2 separate regions of the Capsicum annuum genome follow, and region 2 is linked to region 1. The links are chromatin contacts, called in public Hi-C maps. All regions are on one chromosome and are shown on one strand. The core of a region is the stretch at or near the end of the contact, and the rest is flanking DNA. Distances in the headings are between cores, read along the strand shown. Region 1 overlaps LOC107874935 (a long non-coding RNA gene). Region 2 has its middle 18 kb from the start of LOC124899915.

Region 1 (5,579 bases), core at 1,503-4,002:
TACATGGACTTTTCTCACGAGATGAGTGATGAATTTGTAGTTTTTGGTTCACTTTAATTTGTTTACTATATTATAAATGATTTTTCATTTTTACTTATTCAATTTAAAATATCAAAAATAATTCATCACTTAGGACGTAAGCGCGGCCCTACTAATTATGTGGCCTAAAGTCAAATATTAAAGAGGTCTAAAATCTAGTTAACAATTTTTTTTGTTAACATAGACATTTAAAACATCTTGTGTCTCATTGATGACCATCATTATCCACCTAAGCTTCCACAAATGGAGGTATTCACATATCTGCTCATCCAGATTTAATATGTTTTATGAAATATTCAAGGTTATTTTAAAATTTTATTTGTCTAATCTTCTTAATTTTTTGACTCTAAGTAACCATGAAGTCATGATTAGATTAAAGTTCTAGAAAAGAATATTTGAAGTCGAAGTTTGTAAAAGCTACTTGAAAATTAAAGTTATATTTGAACATGAATTCACGTGATAAAATAAAAATTTATGAATAGTAGCTTGAGATAGAGAATTTGAAAAATATTTTTCGATCCTGTTTTTTCCTTAAACTCTTAATTCTATTCATCAAGTTGATTTGAAAAAGAATTAATTTTGATAAGCAAATAGTTGTTTGAAATAAAATAGCATACTTATGGACGATATACCAAAATAGTTTCATTCATATGAAATGATTTTCAAATTTATTTTGAAGTGGAATATAAAAATCAAACAAGGATGATAAAAATTTGTGGGCCTTTTAATATTTAGGACTTAAAGTGGTGCTTTAGCCGCTTCCTTTTTAGGACGTCATTTGGTATTGGGTATAAAATATAATAGTTTTGAAATAAAATATCAGATTATTTTATCATACGTTTGGTTGAAGGTATTAATTAGTCTCAAAATTATTTATCCCGCTATTTATATCATAGTGATGGAATAAGTTATCCATATACATGTTAGGATAACTAATCCGAGAATAACTTGTTCCCACTAAATGACCCCTTAATTCCTAATTTATTCTTGTTGTTAATTATAATTATTTCTCAAATTATTAAATTTATCATATTCAAAAAGCGATATAATAAAATTGTTATATTATTTATTTCTACTTAAAGAAATGTGTTAAGCCAATACTAGATGAGCAAAAATGGATAGAGAAAATATGTGAAAATAATTATAGTTTTTCATAGTTAGAAATGCATAATTTAAACCTTTTATTTATCTTCACTGACAAACTTTTATATCCACATAATTGTTATATGTATCTCTTAGATCTTTCAAAATTCGTTAGCTATTTAGACATTATGTCCTCCTGTCCTTTATAAGTCATTTTCTGACCATTTAAATATCGTCCAAAATAGGTGTTATTCTTAAAATTAAGGAAGGAGTTCATTTCTTCTTTTCCCAAAATTACTCTTGCTACAATAAATTATACTACATAGTCCAAAATAGGTGTCATTCTCAAAATTAAAAAAATGAGTATTATTTCTTTTTTCTTTCAAAATAACTCTTGCTACGATAGATTATACAAACAATTTTGTAAAAGGTTTTTCATTTATTTTTTTTCATTTTCGAGGAGTGTAGGAAGATATACTAAAGGAGTAATTTTTCAAGACAAAAATAAAGGGTGATGTAGTCAAACTACTTAATCTACTCCCTCTATCTCAATTGATGGCACTTTTCATTTTTGGATAATTAATTTAACTAATTTTTATTTTAATTTAAATTATATAGATTAATTAATATTTTAAAATTAAATTTAAATATTTAAAAATTATATGAAACATTATTTAATTATAATTTTTCTCATATAAATATCACTGAAAAATATATTTTATATTATTAATCAAAATCTATATAATTTAAATATAAAAAATATAATATATGTCACATAAATTAAATAAAAAAAAAAATTAACTAACTTTTTATCTGGTGGTTCACTCTGGCACCCTAAAAAGATGCGCAATGAAGATCAGAGGGAGTATCGCATGAAACAAATCACAAATTTTAAAAAATATGTGTTTTAAAATTTTATATACAATCAACCTATTTAAACATAATATATGAATTGACTCAAACAAGTATTCCCTCCGGTTCAATTTATTTTTTAATTAGACAATTTTAAAAGACTGCTTCTGTTTTGTTAATTTTAACTTTCTGACATATTAAAGTGATTACGAGACATTTGATGCTTTCTATATATTTTGAATTGAATAACACATGTTTAATTATATTTTTTATTTTTTACACTTTACGTTAAGTCAAATAATTAAATTGAAATGGTGTAGCATACATATGGTTCTTTCATTTCAAAAAGAATGATCGACTTTAACATGATATGAAATTTAAGTAAATAAAAAATATTTTAAATTTTATAATTTTAAATTAAATATATGTCAAAAATATCAAAATATTTTTTAATTTTATAATTTTAAATATGTCATGTGAAAAATTAAAATTAAAATTTAAAAAGTTCTAAAATAAAAAAAAGATCTTTTTTTTTTTAAAATATAATAATAATAATAATAAAAATAAGTTATTCTTTTTGAGACGGAAGAAATATTTTGTTGTTTAGTGAGCTGATGTGTACAAGGTCCAAATTGATTGGGGTCCAGTTTTTTTTTTTTTCTTTTCCTCATGTTCCGAAGGTCAATATTATTTTCCCTTTGGCTACTACCCCTCACAGTCGGGCGCGGAGAGGAATTTTAATCAGTGGTCAATTATGCCACATTTCAAAGTTCCTTACATGCCTATTATGATCTTTCAAGCACACGTTTACTTGCTATTTATAAACATGTGTCCCTTTGGTCGGAATTCTTTAAAAGCTTACTGTTATAATTTCAACCCGCGCACTTAATATATATATACTATATATGCTATGTGTTCCACTAATTTTATGTTGACCAAAATTCTTATTGACTCCTAACAAAGTGTACGTATTAAAGACAGATTTTAGTTTTTGTTAATCAACATGAACTATATATATATATACTAGATATTAAAGACCCGTGCTACAAATACTAGATATCAAAGGTCTGTGATATTAAAGGCCCATGCTACAAATACTAGATATTAAAGGCCCGTGCTAACATGGGCCCAATATATGTTATTTTTTAGTCTCAATTTATGTGACATAAATAAAATTTTAATAATTAATTATATTATTAATATTTTTTTAGATATTTTAAGTTGATAGTTATTGTAATTTATAATAATTTTTTGATATTATAATTTACTATTTTAAGCTTTTAGCCATTTATAATTTATAATACTCTCCTTGTCCAGACTTTTGTAGTGTTAATAGTCAATTATATTTTAAAAATAATTTAAGTTTCTAATTATTGTGATTTTTATAATACTTTTTCTTCTATGTCAATTTAAGTGACACTTATATAATTTCGAAAGTCAATCAAATATCACGGTTGAAGCCGCGAAATAGACATGTCTTAAATGACTCATAATAACTTATTAGAAGTGATACAAAAAAATTACTACAAAAAATAGTTGTGAAAAAAATATAAGCGGATCTCATATATAAGATGTCAAGTTAATTTAAAACATCAATAGTAAATTTATTATTTTTTTATTTATTTCATTCTTTTTATTAAATATTATTTTTTAATACTTAGATGACTCATCATAATTAATTAGAGATGAAACAGTACAATCACGATTGAAACAGACATATCATAAATAATTATTAAATATTATTAATTTCTTAATACGTAAATGACATATAATAATTAATTAAGAAATAATTTATTAGAAGTGATATAACAAAATTAATATAAAATTAGTTGTGAAAACAATTTAGACGGACCTCATAAAAGATGTCAAGATAATTTAAAACATCAATAGTTAGTTTATCATTTTTTATTTATTTTATCTTTTTATTTAATATTATTAATTTTTTTTAATACTTAAATAGCCTATAATAATTAATTAGGAATGAAATATTAAAATTACGGTTGAAGCAGTTGGAGCAAATATGTCATAAATATTTGTTTTATATTTTAATTAAATATTATTAATTTCTTAATATGTAAATGAGATATAATAATTAATTAAAAGTGATATAATAAAATCACAAAGAAAGCAGGCATGATGACCGCCTCCTACTTTCCTTCACTCTTTTATATATTAGAAAATATATATATACTAGGTGGGCATGGCCATGCTTGAGCGCGGACCCAATACCTGTTAAAACCATTAAATTCATTGCAAGCTTTAAGTCCCCATAGAATTAGCAAAGCTGGGGATATCAGGTTACCACAAATCAGTAATGTACTTACTAAGCAAATATGATTACGATAATCAAATCAGTTCCGTAATTGTGTACAACTGCAACGAGGGAACTTCTTTAACCATCACATTCAAAATTGCATTTATATGAAGAGCCAGTATATTCAATATAGAAAAGACATACTGGCTTCCACTCCTATCATATCTTCCTTGAAGCACGTCGACTTCTACCATTGCTACTTCACGATACTTCTTAATACCTCGGATAATTTGATGGCAACAAATCCCTTCTGCTCTCTGTCCCAACATTCTAGAACTTGACCAAAGGTACCTGGTGAATTATAAAATATTGAAAAAAAAAAATTCATGGCCAACCATAAGTGATACTCCCTCCGTTTCAGAAAGAAGGCTTTTGAATCTTGTGACCTTAAATTAAAGTTGTGTCAAATATACCAAAATGTCCTTTAATCTTGTAGTCCTAAACATGCCATGTGGAAGGTTAAAATTAACGTATTGCCAAAAAAGAAAAGAGATCAATCTTTTTTAAACGGACTAAAAAGAAAAGTAGGTGAGTATTAAATAGTAAATCAGGAAAAGAAAATTTAGACTAACCTTCACCAATCTTTTTAAGAATTTTATCTGCAATTACAAGAATGAAAATGAGTGAGCACATTGAGAAAACAAGCCTGATTTAATAATATGAACACGGAGTACAAAAAATTATGATCCTCTTGAATCAATAAACTGAAGTATGGAGATCCGGCAAAGACAATGAAAAGAAACCAACCTTAAGGGTCATGTATAGGTGTTGCTATGCTTCTCATCATACTTGTATCAAATGTGAATATCAACATATTGTTTAACTCCATAGTTGTTGCCGGTAGACTTTTTGGTGGTTGGGTCTACATGAAAGTAAAATCACCTAATTAATATTCTTATGTAATTGTCCTCAAAAAATATTTTAATGTCAAACTTGAGAAGTAAGAACATGTAAATAGATCCATCTCCATATGCTATCAACCTAAAAATATTCTAGCAAGAAAACAAAATAATAGCTCTTACTAATAAATGATTTCAATGCCTTTTCATGTGCTGCACTCAAGAGTAATGGTCCTCCAACGTTTCTGATAGTGTAATACATTTGAAACTCTAAAGCAGACTCTGGTTATCAATTACTTTAGACATTTCTACAGCTTAGACATAACTTAGACATACCTGAGCAAAGGTTTGATCTGAAATACATATATATATATATATATATCAGTACATCACTTGAAGCTTGCAATTCAGAGCATTTTTCAAAGAATTCTGGTGATAGAGAATATTGTAAT
Region 2 (5,579 bases), core at 1,095-3,594, 130 kb before region 1:
TTCTTCTTCTTCTTCTTCTATTTTTTTTCTTCTTCTTCAATGACGACTTCTTCTTCTTCTTCAATAGCATAATGAATCATATGGAATTCACACAATAGGTAATCTTATTAAAATCAAATCAACAATAAGTGTCTCGCATGCAATTACGTCTTTAATTTATAATACCGCAGACCCTTTTTTTTCTTTTCCATTTTTCTTCTTCTTCCTCCCCGCTTAAAACTTCATTCGTTTTCACTCCGCCAGCAATCTTGCTGTTTCTTTAGCCCCAAATTTCAATAAGTTTCTCCAGCTACCACTATAATTAGTTTTCATCGATATCGGAGTACAAATTTTTCAGGTAGCTACCACTATAATTAGTTTTTACTTTTATTGATTCTCTAGAAAAAATAAAAATACAGTGAAAAATACTTTCTTTCTTGCAAAAATCTAACTTACTTTCAATTTGAATTGATTCAACATTCTCACATAATTCGAGTTCTTGGATGTCATTGAAGAAGAAGAATAAGAATGGAAGAAGAAATGAAGAAGAAGAATTGAAGAACAAGAAAGAAAAATAATAATTATAATAGAAGAAGAAATGCCATTGATGAGTTCTTGAATGCCATTGAAGAAGAAGAAGAAAAATTGAAGAAGAAAAGAATGGAAGAAGAAGAAATGAAGAAGAAATAAAAATAATAATTAAAATTATATATATTCATTTAAAGAAATATTAAAAATAAATTTTTAAGAAATTATTTTCGTTCTCACTCTCTTTTAAAGAAAGTGAAACACACTCTCTTGCCATGTCAGCGTTTAAGGGTAATAATTCCATTTTAAAATAGTTCAAGGAGGGTCATAATCCTTGCAAAGTATAAGTATGTAGTTAAAATTTGGAGTAAAAGTTTGGAGCTTTTACTATTTTCTCTAATCAAATTGATGCCAAACTTTGCTACAACATGCAAAAAAAAAAAAGTAGTTTCCAGACAATAATTTCAACAAGTGGCCATATATTTCACAAAGAAGACCTCTATTTTCAATAGACTAAAACACTTTCAAACTCCTCAATATCATATTCAAATCACAAATGAGATCAATGAATCCGTTTACTCCAAAAATCAGGTTCTACTACTTTAAAATTACATAGTAATAAATATGAAACTCAATCCCTTTAATTAAGATTCACCTCCCCATAGTTAATGACAAACTGCACATCGATTGATATAAGAGGGAAAATATGGCTAAGAATGTTACACAGACTCACCCCCAAATTAGATTACATAACAGGACATCATATAACCACTGTCTTGATTCAAATCTGCCTTTAACACAAGCTCGGAAAAGATAAAACACCCAAAAAAGAAAACGACATCCTTAGCTTTTCCACGAGCATGACGTAATGGTGAACGATACTTCCATCATAAATTTCAAAACAATCCACATGCCAGTATACTATCAAAAATTTAAATTTTTCAAGAATTCGCACGTAATCGAATAAACTCCCAATGTCAACTGATTCTATCATCATTACCATACAATAATGCAACCAGACAAGTCCACTCTCATAATTATTGCAAGATTATGATATTTAAATATGAAGAAGAAAAATGCAACAGAGATGAAGTGTCACCTATTTTTGAATAGCGAACGGAGATAAACGGGCTTAACGATGTAACTTCTACCACCTAGACTCGATTCCCATCAATGAAATTTTGAACAGGCCTTCAAATTTTGATTCTTTTTTTTTGGATGTTCTTCGAGAATTTTTGATTAAGTGAGATTAGAAGCATGCGCCTCCAGAATCTCTAACGTTTTCCCCAAAAATCCCCCCTCTTCCCTCTAGCCCTCACTTTCTAGGGGAAAATTGGGGAGGGGGGAGGGGGAGGGGTAGGGTTTTCAAATTTCAAAATGTGAATTTGGTTGAATTTTTGAGATGTTTTTTGAATTCCACTTAAACTGAATTTCTGTGAGAGAGGTGAAGAAAAGACTTGGGGGTTACTTCTTTGCCCGAAATAGACTGAAAAAGATGAAAGCCCTCTGAATTTTAGCCATGAATGACTGTACGAGAGGGCAAAATCATAAATGAGGGGTCTGGGTTTTTTCCCGTTGTTGGCTGTCGTTACTCTGTTACACGACGTTGGCACAGCTGTTGTGTGCGTTTGATGTTGTTCGATGCTGTTGTGATAACGTTGCTGTTACAGTGTGATATCGCTGGGTTGTTGTTGTTGCTGTTACACTGTTGTTCTTGTTTGGAAGCTGTTAACGTTGTACGCTGTTTCTGGTTGTCGGTGGATTTCTGTATGTTAGAAAAGAGGATTAAAAGGTGGGCTTGAGTGGACAAATTCAGGTTGTTTTGGGCTGGTACAATTGTTATTGAATTGGGCCTTGCTGTGGGGGCTGGGTTGTGGGTTGATTTAGGTTGGGCTGAGGTGGAAGATTAAAATGGGTAAATTGGTGGCCTATAAAAAATGGAAAAGGGCTGAGTGGAGGGTTTTTGGGGTATTTTCAATTGTAAAAATTAGTCAATTTTAATTTAAAATCTAGCTAAATTGTAAATTAATCTATCAGTTGTATTACAATTGTGGTCTAATTAATTTCAATTACGTCCAAATTCAGTGAATCGACTAAATCGAATCAAAATTTGAAATAAATTAACAATTAATTTAATCCCGAGTTTCTTGATTTAATAAAATCAAACAAATATTTTTCAAAATAAATTATTTTTGAGACTAAATTATATTCGAATCAAAATTTTAACCATTTGAATTAGTTTTTAAGATAACCCTTGATTAAAATGTAATTTTTGTAAAATAATTATTTATATAACGAAATTATACAATCTCGTATATATGGATACAAAAACATATAATCGTTACTTAAGACGACCAAATTACCTATATAAATACTTGAGGGAATTTTTATTCGGATCAAATAAATGTTGTAATTTTATTTAAAAGCGACGAAATTTAGGGCTAAACTTGGTAGTGAAGAGCAAAAATTAGGTGTCAACATTTTTCATTATAAAGAACCACTTAAGAACCCTTCAAGAATTCTTTCTTCTCTCTCCATTTTTATTGTACTTACTTTATATTTCATAACAGTGGTAATACTTTTCTTGAATTGTAAAGAATGTCTTAAAATTATTTTATAAGCTTAATTTAATATAGCGAGTAAAATTGATTTTTTTAAAAATATAGATAAATCTCATAATTATTCTTTTTGAATAATAAGTTTAAACTCATGTTTTTTTTAATTAAAAATGAGCTTAAGGTATAAAGTTAATTAGTATATAAAATATAATTAAAATTTTCCTGAAAAATGATATTAATATTTGTGATATTTATAAAAATTAATGTATTGTATAAATTCAAATAGTTATTTAAGTTATGTATATAATGTTAATTTAGTATATTAACTTTATTAAATTAAACAAATGCATTAATTAAGAATGTCAAATAAGTATGTAGAAAAATACTACACTTTTTTCTCTGTTTTTAAATACTTGTCATGCTAATTAAAAATAGATGTATTCCATAAAATTTGTATTTTTTATTAAAAATATATATTTTATAATGTTCTTGTCATTTTAAAAAATCAAAAGGTATAATTTTATAAGTATTTATTTTCATCTTTATTTGTAGTCATAAATATGAAGATACATTATTAATTTAGTGTAAAAGAATTAAGTATTAAATTGAGAGAAGTAATAAATAGATAAAGCTAAATTAATCTGATTAGTCTCCACTTAATATTTTTCCTAAGAGGGTGCAAACTAATGCGATGAAGTATTTAGGAACGAGATGGTCTTACTTTCTGATCCATGTCCGACAAATAATTTCTATAATGCAAATTTTGGGGAATCTTTTATATATTTGGATATGCAATTCTGATTTTTCTTTAAAAAGTAATGACGAATTCTCAAGGAAACTCAAAGTGGAAAAATGGACATTGTAGTTATAGTTTTGTATGTTTAATATATTTTACCATGACAACTGAAGCAGTGGTCACAAGAAAGAGATGAAACGATATGAGACGTTAAGATCTGTTGAAGATTATCATCGTTGGGGTACTAGCGACTCGACAAGCATTGAAAAGTGCGTTACAAAATGGCTGGTCAAAGATTTAGTGGGCGTTTGACCATGAAAATTAAAATTTTTGATGTTAAGAGTTGAAGTTGTATTTGTCCATGAATATAATTGGAGTTATTTTTAAATTTTTGTGAGAGAAAGAAGATGAAAAAAAGTGAAAACAATTTTTTTTTGTTTTTCACTTTTTCAAATACAATTTCAAGTTTTATTTGAAATTCTCATTGCCAAACATCAACTTGAGGTTGCATTTTTCATAAAGAATTTTTTTTTTTTTCGAAAAAATAAAAAAATTCTCATGGCCAAATGAGCTGTTATATGGGACGCACAAAATATGGTGCAAGTGCTACGAAAAAATGACAATGTCCTAAAAATTACATACTACTTGTGAAAATATACGGAGATTGGTTAATTCTTTTGATGAGATTAACTCGCTTGGAACGTGCTAGCTTGTAATATAGCTCAATTCTCTCTTTTGATTTCACATGGAATTTCTTGCGAATCTGATTTCCCGTCATGTTACTAAAAGTTTTATCCAAAAAAGTTAATAACCTTGTCTAACCATAATCAACTTCAAAAGATATTCACTTTACAAGTTTAAAAGATTCACGACCATATAATAAATGTATATCACATTGTATATCATGTATATTAGTGTTTAAAATGAAACTGAGATTTGAATCAATATACAAGCATACATATAGATCAATGTAGCTTGAAGACTAAAAGGTTCAACTTTACATTACTCAATACCATCTCATTCTAATATTGATTAAACTAATCAATATGAAGTCAATATTGTACCAACTCTCTTAGTCTGGAAGAACACTTGGACATATACTAATTAGTATTACTTATGAATAAACTATTTATGACTATTGAAATGAATTGGGATTAATTATATGACTTTTTTTATATTCGTGTTCATTTCAATTTAGACCCTTTCTCTCATTGTAAATTGTTTTACCTAAATATGTAACGTTTTTAAGAGATTTTAGGTTTTGTGGAGTAACTAACTTCTATATTTCTAATCTCCTTCATCTTTTTTCAATGAATTTTCTCGGGTCCATCTTTTTTGATAACTTTTCATATGTCACACTTACACAAAAAAGGGCATCTAATAGTCTATATTACACACGACCAAATTATCTTAGGCAAGTTCTTTCATTTTAATTGTTTAAGTTCATTCTTTGTACACAAACAATTCCTAACATATTCTGCCAGAATCTTCACAAATTATATCCCCAATAAAGATATATGTTGATATGCCCTTTTCTACACTACTGTATAAGTATATATGTTTGATTATGTGGGATTTCATGAACCAAAACATCAATATCTTTATAGAAGTTGATTATGTTTTTTTTTGTACTAGTGTTCACTTTTACAACTTTATCAAAATTGATTTTGCAATTATTTCCTTATGATTCCTATTTTATCAGTAAAATAGCATTTCATTTAGTTTATGCCACTTAATTTATTAAAATACATAAAAAATGATATCTAGACATAATAACA

What was found. A called contact is a pair of places that touch in the nucleus more often than the background predicts.
Region 2: a Hi-C map of pericarp shows a contact between it and region 1, with 6 times the contacts expected there. The contact joins two enhancer-like sites. A contact is called at or near these places in 4 of 5 Hi-C or Micro-C datasets (bud, leaf, pericarp and 1 more).

What each region holds. Positions count from the first base shown.
Region 1 is chr6:165,476,599-165,482,177 of UCD10Xv1.1, reverse strand. It overlaps LOC107874935 (a long non-coding RNA gene), which reads right to left. Exons shown (of 4, transcript XR_001675650.2): 2 at 5,036-5,150; 3 at 4,861-4,887; 4 at 4,105-4,579. Among protein-coding and RNA genes, the nearest start is that of LOC107874935, 4.6 kb to the right of the region's middle. Within about 2 kb of position 2,752, at least 1 of the 5 cell types and tissues checked has an H3K27ac peak or open chromatin away from gene starts, as enhancers often do. A contact at or near this core is called in pericarp, where this site is marked.
Region 2 is chr6:165,606,111-165,611,689 of UCD10Xv1.1, reverse strand. No RefSeq gene overlaps it. Among protein-coding and RNA genes, the nearest start is that of LOC124899915, 18 kb to the left of the region's middle. Within about 2 kb of position 2,344, at least 5 of the 5 cell types and tissues checked have an H3K27ac peak or open chromatin away from gene starts, as enhancers often do. A contact at or near this core is called in pericarp, where this site is marked.